Linked DNA regions of Astyanax mexicanus: region 2 is linked to region 1. The links are chromatin contacts, called in public Hi-C maps. All regions are on one chromosome and are shown on one strand. The core of a region is the stretch at or near the end of the contact, and the rest is flanking DNA. Distances in the headings are between cores, read along the strand shown. Region 1 holds the start of gna11b (guanine nucleotide binding protein (G protein), alpha 11b (Gq class)). Region 2 overlaps gna11b (guanine nucleotide binding protein (G protein), alpha 11b (Gq class)).

Region 1 (3,419 bases), core at 559-3,058:
TTTTGTGCCACATATCAATACGATACAATCGGAATGAATGGACACTCATTCTAATAAATGCATTTGCATCAAGAAGTATTGTCATTAAAATAGGACTCTGTGTAACAGAAAAATAAACATAGCACAAAATGTAGACATTTGTGTTTGGCAGATTTTTTCTTTGTTGTGGGATGAGCAGCGATGAGAATGTGGGTTGCGCCCATGAAAAATCCATTACCAAACAGCTTATTCTGCCGTTAACTCATTCAGTGTTTGAGGATCTTCTTGGGTTCTTCTTGAGACGCCCACTTTGCGGCCTGTCTGTGACATCCCCCCGTTAGAATAAACTTTACTTTCAATTATGAGATGATAGTAGGGCTCATTCCAAATAATTCCACAACTTGGTTGTTGGGAAACCAGCTTGAAGTTGCCCTATCGCACATGTTAACAGGTGCTACCAATCAGGTGCCAACCAGAAAAAAACAGCAGAATAAGCAGTTTGGCATTGGCAAACAAGATTTGGCAAATTTTTCATAGACACAATCAGCTTGATAGCGCGATTCACACATTAATGAGCAGCGTCATCAATTCCGATGACAGCTTAGAGCATCTACCGCTCTGGCAGTGGAAATGTGGGATGATTTGTAACATTTTTATTATTGTAACAAATAAAGATGCAGCACATACAAAATCTGAGTAAATGTATTAAACTCATAGAAAATATGTAGTAAAGTAAAAATGGAAATAGGAACTATTTACTAGTGCTTCTCAAAAAATAGAATATCATTGAAAAGTTACTTTTTTTCAGTATTTCAGTTCAAAATTTAAAACTCATATTATATAGATGTATAACACACAGTGATCTATTTTAAGCATTTATTTCTTTTAGCACTGTCTCAGAAAATTGTAATACTATAATAGACCAAATGTTTTTTTTGTCAGTGTGGACAGTGTGACAAGGCCTGCTGGAAAATGAAATCCACATCTCCATAAAAGTTGTCAGCAGAGGGAAGCATGAAGTGCTGTACACATTTTCTGGAAAACACTGCACTGACTTTGGACTTGAAACAACACAGTGGATCAACACCAGCAGATGACATGACTCTCCAAACCATCACTGATTGTGGAAACTTCACACTAGACCTCAAGCAGCTTGGAATGTGTGTCTCTACACTTTTCCTCCAGACTCTGGTTTTCCTTGATATTCAAATGAAATGCAGAATTTACTGATGTCAGTGATGGTTTGGAGAGCCATGTCATCTACTGGTGTTGATCCACTGTGTTATATCAAGTCCAAAGTCAGTGCAGTGCACTTCATGCTTCATGCATGTCTTATATAATATTCTAATCTTGTGAGAGATTGATTTTTTGGGTTTTCATTGGCTGTTGTTCATAATCATAAACCAACAATAAAAGAAATACATGCTTAAAATAGATCATGCTGTGTCTAATACTTCTATAAAAATAAAATAATTTCATATTTCAAACTGAATTACTGAAATAAAGTTTAAACTTTATATTCTATTTTTACTAGTTAATCTCTGCCTAAAGTACTATATTACTTCATATGAATCAACCCATAGCTGATATCTGACATTTTCATTTTGGGTTTGTCTAGTGGCGTCATTTTAGGCTCAAACTGTTTGCCATACTGCAGCCTGGGCTCACTTTTCTTTCATTTTCTTTTTTTCCCTCTTCCTTTTTGCAGCAGGTCATCTCTTAACCATTAGCAGGGTAGAGAGAGAGAGGGAGAGAGGGAGGGAGAGAGTGAGGGAGTGAGAGAGGGAGAGGGCTGGCTAAACCATAGCGCTCACGGACGGATGTCGCGCCTGTCTGTCCAGCCTGCCCCGCTTTCCTGGGCGCTGCTGCTGCTGCTGCTGGAGCTGGAGAAGCCGTGAGCGAGGCGAGGCGCTGGGGGAGTGTCAGGCGCAGCTACCGCGGGATAGTTTTCTGGTCTTTTTTTTTGCCCTGGATTTTTTTCTTCTTCAATTATTCTCGACAAATCAAGGCCTCATTTTCTTCTTCTTCTCCTCCTCTTCCTCCCCCTCCTTCTCCTCTTCCTCCTCTTTTCCACCGCCTCCGCGACTGTGAGCCGGGTTCGCAGCCAGAAAAGCGGCCGAGGACGCAGAGCTTTCCCGGGGAGAGGGGACTAGAGCTAGCCTGCCTGGGTGCTCCTTCTCCTGCTGCTGCCTGATACTGCTGGAGCGCCTGGATCTCCTCCTCCTTCTCCTTCTCCCACCACCACCACCACCACTTCCAGCCCCCTCCTCCTCCTCCTCCTCCTCCTCTTTTTCTTTCTCCTCCTCCTCCTCATTCTCCCTGTCCTCCTCCTTCTTTCCTTCTCCTCCTCCTCCTCCTCTTCCCCCACCTCCCTTTCCACCTCGCCTCTTGCTTTTTTTCGCCTCCAAACAGGGATTGGGATATTTTTTTTCCTCCTATTTGTTCCCCCACCACCACCATATTTCGAAGATCCGCCGCGGCCAGTCCCGACGAGGCCGGGCTCCTAAAGCGGGGGGGATGACTTTAGAGTCTATGATGGCTTGCTGCCTGAGTGAAGAGGCGAAGGAGTCGAAACGGATCAACGCCGAGATCGACAAGCAGCTGCGCCGAGACAAGCGAGACGCCAGGCGGGAGCTGAAGCTGCTGCTTCTCGGTGGGTCCTCGGTGGTGTTCTGTCGATTTGTGCTTCCTTGTCAGAACGTGCTACCGTGTATTCGTATATGTAGCTATCTCTCTATAGATAACGCTGCCTAGATCTAGAACTAACGTTAGCTAGCTAACTTAACCTAGACGAGAGCGAACCTGTGGTATTTGCTGATAGGGTAAATGCATCATAATATAAAAAAATATATATTAGAAAAAGTGTATAAATATAACCCTGTTAGAGAGGTTTGGATTGGATATGTGTATGGCCTAAATCTGACACTGTAAGTTATGTGGGTTTTATAACTTAACTAAAAAAATGTTACGGTAGGTTAGCTGGATAGATAAGAACAAACCTATGTATGGTATTGCTGATTGGTTAATTACATCATAATATTAAATAATTAACAAAAAAAAGAAAAAATATAATTATAACCTAGCTAGAGAGATATGTGTGTGGCCTAAATCTAAATCTGACACTGTATTTGGGTTTTACAACAAAAAAAAATAAGGTAACTTAAATCAAAGAGGATAGTTAATTTGTTTGCATTAGTTGAATTTGCAGCTATTTAACACTGACATCGAGCTTAAGCTGTGAAATGCACATCTTGTCACATGTGAAAAACACATGGAAAACCTTTAAAATTCTAAAAGCCCGCGCATGCGCGCCTCAGCTAAGTAGCACACACAGATGAGTAGCAGGACTCGACAGGACACCGGCGTTTACCAGCAGCATGTTTCCATTTTAACCAGCCAACAGGTTTGACCTGGGCTTAACTGCTGCTTAGCCGACTAAA
Region 2 (3,419 bases), core at 477-2,976, 50 kb after region 1:
AACCACAGGGATCATTGAGTACCCTTTCGACTTGCAGAGCATCATTTTCAGGTAGAAGAGCCTCTATAATTCAGTTGCTCTGGTCTCGGATTTGGTGTAGAAATGAGCCTAGTCCCTTTAAACGTACTTTAAAAGCGAGTCTTCAATTTTCAGCCACCAGTTTCATGCAGGAGTCGAGTTTTGGGACCTAAAAAGATCAAACTGAACCCCAGCATCAATCATAGCAGACTTCGCTTTACTGCAGATCCATCAATTTTCCTTTATCTTGAGTTCTGAAAACCCACAAACCTGTTTTCAGCAGCAAGAGGAACGAGCCTCTCTGGGTGGGACTGTTTTAGGTTTCTTTATTTGGACAGAGGCTAGACAGATGGATATGACTTTGTTTTTGGTTTGTGTCTGAAGGTCAATAAGAGAAGATTAGCTGATACTGTTTCCTAATTAAACTGGTATTTTTCGCTCATATTGATCCAACAAAGAAAACAATAACTCCCACAGTCATTTCTTTTACAGTTTGTATCTTGAGCCTTTCTGTCAAGAACAGCGATTTTCGCATCTGTCTTATACTTTCACATACAGTATCTCTCTCTCTCTCTTTTTCTTTCTCTCTCTTTTCTACAGTTTCTCCCACAGGCCTGTAATAGTCTCATTCATACAGTCTCTCCAATACAATCTGTCACATCGTCTCATAATAGTCTCTTTAATACAGTGTCTTTCATAGAGACTTTCTCATATTCTCATAATTGTCTTTTTCTAACCGTCTCTCTCTCTCATACACTCTCTTTTACGTCTTTCTCCTTTGCCATCTCTCACTCTGACACAGTATCTCTTTTTTTTCCTCTAAATCTGTCACTTTTAAATTTTTAACCTGAATCAACATATAGTCTACGATGGTTCACCACCTTAGTTTTTGTCCAGCATAGGGTATATTTTTGTTAGAATTTGGTCTACAATCATGATCAACCTTACCAATCTGGACAACCAGTATCTGTATCAGACCAGCATGATAAGAATCAAATGTAACACACAATTTGCTGGTCAAGATCTTGTTAACCAGCATTTAACCATGTTGACCGTCTAAGACCTGCTTAGGCCATAAGAAACTATTCTTGAAATGAACATTTCAACAGGGCAATCTATAACTATCTCTTTCTTATGACTACTCTCTTAATGTATTCTTAATATATTCTTTCGTTCAAATACTGTCATATACATCTTTTTTTCTTCTAATATTCTATTCTTTCTATCAAAATAAACTCTACACTCATACATTCTTTCTCTCTCAATTATCTGTATCCCAAAACATCTCCATTATATATGTCCCATAAAACAATGTCTCACTGTCTCTTACTCATAATTATTTTTGTCATAATAAACTCACTCTTGTCTTTCTTCTCTGTCAGTAATTTCTGCTAATCTCTCTCCTTCATTGTCCTTATTCTTCTTTTCCTTCTCATGCCTTTTTCTCTGTCAGTACTTTCTTTTTCTTGTTCTCCTTTCCTTCACATCTTTTCTCTGTTCCTCTTTTTCTTCCTGTCATTCTTCTTTCTCTCTCTCCCTCTCTCCCACTGCTCTCCGTGTCCGTTCTGAAGTTTTGCCTGAGCGACCGTGGCGGCGCGTCCTACATTATAGAGCCCGTGCATGTTTGGAAGTAGGTCAGCAAGCCCCCGGCTGAAGGAAATGAGGACGACGATGTGAAGGAGCTTTATTTTAGGCAGGCTCTCCTAGAGGGCCTCATTTATCAAAGGCCCCTCTGTGGGCTGCTGGCTCAGGACTGAAGCGGCGGCGGGGGCGCTGTCCGCCCCAAAATCCATCCCTGTGCTCAGCCACCTCGCCCGCACCCGTCCTCTAACGCCATCTAGCTCTGTTCCCAGCACTTGTCCGGCACGTTCAGGTGACCGGTGTTTAACCCTTAAAGGTTGCATACACTTCTGTTGCCAGTGACGAAATCATGACGTTTTCTTAATCATTATTTCAAACTAGAAGTTCAGTGAATCAACCGGATAATGCATTTTTTAGAGTGCAGATTGTAAACTTTAAGGCAGTGCTGGACAATGTTATAGCATTACATTATATTTAAAATAATATAATAATAAATGTATGTATTACAATAATAAAAAATGCTATGTCCTCTGAGGGCTAAGCTCAATGTAAGCCTGATACAAAAGGCACATTCCTGGCAACTACAAACTTTAAAACCCATCCTATTACGGATATACACTAAATGCACAAATGTTTGTGGACACCCCTTCTAATGAATTCATTCAGTTACTGTACATTGCACCTTTTGTCACTGAATGTAATCAAATCTTAAAGCAGTGCTCCTTCAAAGTCATATCAAGTCTTCTCTAAACAGTAGAGACAGTTTATCAAACAAAAACAGGATAAGCTCCATTTTAATACCATTGATTTCAGAAGAAACAATGAATAAGTAGATATCACAATACTTTTGGCCCATATATTATGCTGTTTTGGAGCTTGAAGGACATTGTCTGCTGTTATCTATTGGCAGTTAATTTGCCATTTTGAGAATTCTAAGTGTGGAATCCCTCTCTCACACTCTTGAGCAGATGTAATCTGCTGTGTTTTTGAATGGATTCCTTGACTGGCCGAATGCCTCTCATGTGGCAGACACAGGAAGCCGTGTGGTTACGTGAAAGAGGAAGTTCACGACTAGGTCACTTCAGCAGGGTTCTTTCTTTTCCTCTTTTTTGACCTTAAGTACTGTCCCTTTTCTTGTGTCTTACCATTAGCGTGATGTATGAAGAGGCCGAGACATTTGTATACACTTATAAATCTATACACTGAAATTTCAAAAATTTCATACATCCTTAGAAAATGAAAATCCTGTACATCTGGAACCCACAATCAGGCCTGTGGGCCTGAATTCTAATAATTCAGCTTGAAAGCTTGAATTCTAATAATTCACATAGCCTTGCCATGCGCCCAATGGCCTGTGTTCAACCAGCCTTACGCACAAGATAGCACTTCATAATTTAAACAGGTATGGGTATTCCCAAGCTGCCCCCTAAACTAACACTTCATGATCAATTTACATGCTGCTGTACCATGACATTCGAGAACACCAGTGTCCTTTCTCAAAGCTCCAAGTAAAATGTGTCCACTTAGTTGTTGTAGCCCAGTTAATTGTGGATAGACCGCTTCTTCAACTTCTAAAGGATCCAGAGAAGGTGCCCCTGCTTTCCAATTTTCTTTCTTTTTTTCCTAAACATACCTCTCCTTTACTAAAGCCACACCATGTCACATCACTGCTTGGCTTGTATTGTGAACTGAACACTGGTTTGGATCCTTAGGGAGCATGTTGGTGTAGTTCAGAGTAGGTCTGTTAGCTTGTTGGGGTCGTTTTTTGAGGGTGGGGGGTGCACAGTTTGTAGTGAAACTGGTAACAGCACAAGTACCAT

The links. Hi-C and Micro-C count contacts between places; a contact is called where the count stands out from the background.
Region 2: a Hi-C map of muscle shows a contact between it and region 1, with 9 times the contacts expected there. The contact joins the enhancer-like site here to the promoter of gna11b in region 1. A contact is called at or near these places in 2 of 3 Hi-C or Micro-C datasets (both in muscle).

Annotation. Positions count from the first base shown.
Region 1 is chr4:46,681,922-46,685,340 of AstMex3_surface, forward strand. gna11b (guanine nucleotide binding protein (G protein), alpha 11b (Gq class)) reads left to right here and starts at 1,809. Exons shown (of 8, transcript XM_022678952.2): 1 at 1,809-2,632. The coding sequence starts at 2,497.
Region 2 is chr4:46,732,280-46,735,698 of AstMex3_surface, forward strand. gna11b (guanine nucleotide binding protein (G protein), alpha 11b (Gq class)) reads left to right here. Exons shown (of 8, transcript XM_022678952.2): 5 at 1-51. Among protein-coding and RNA genes, the nearest start is that of chico, 11 kb to the right of the region's middle. Within about 2 kb of position 1,727, the one cell type or tissue checked has an H3K27ac peak away from gene starts, as active enhancers do.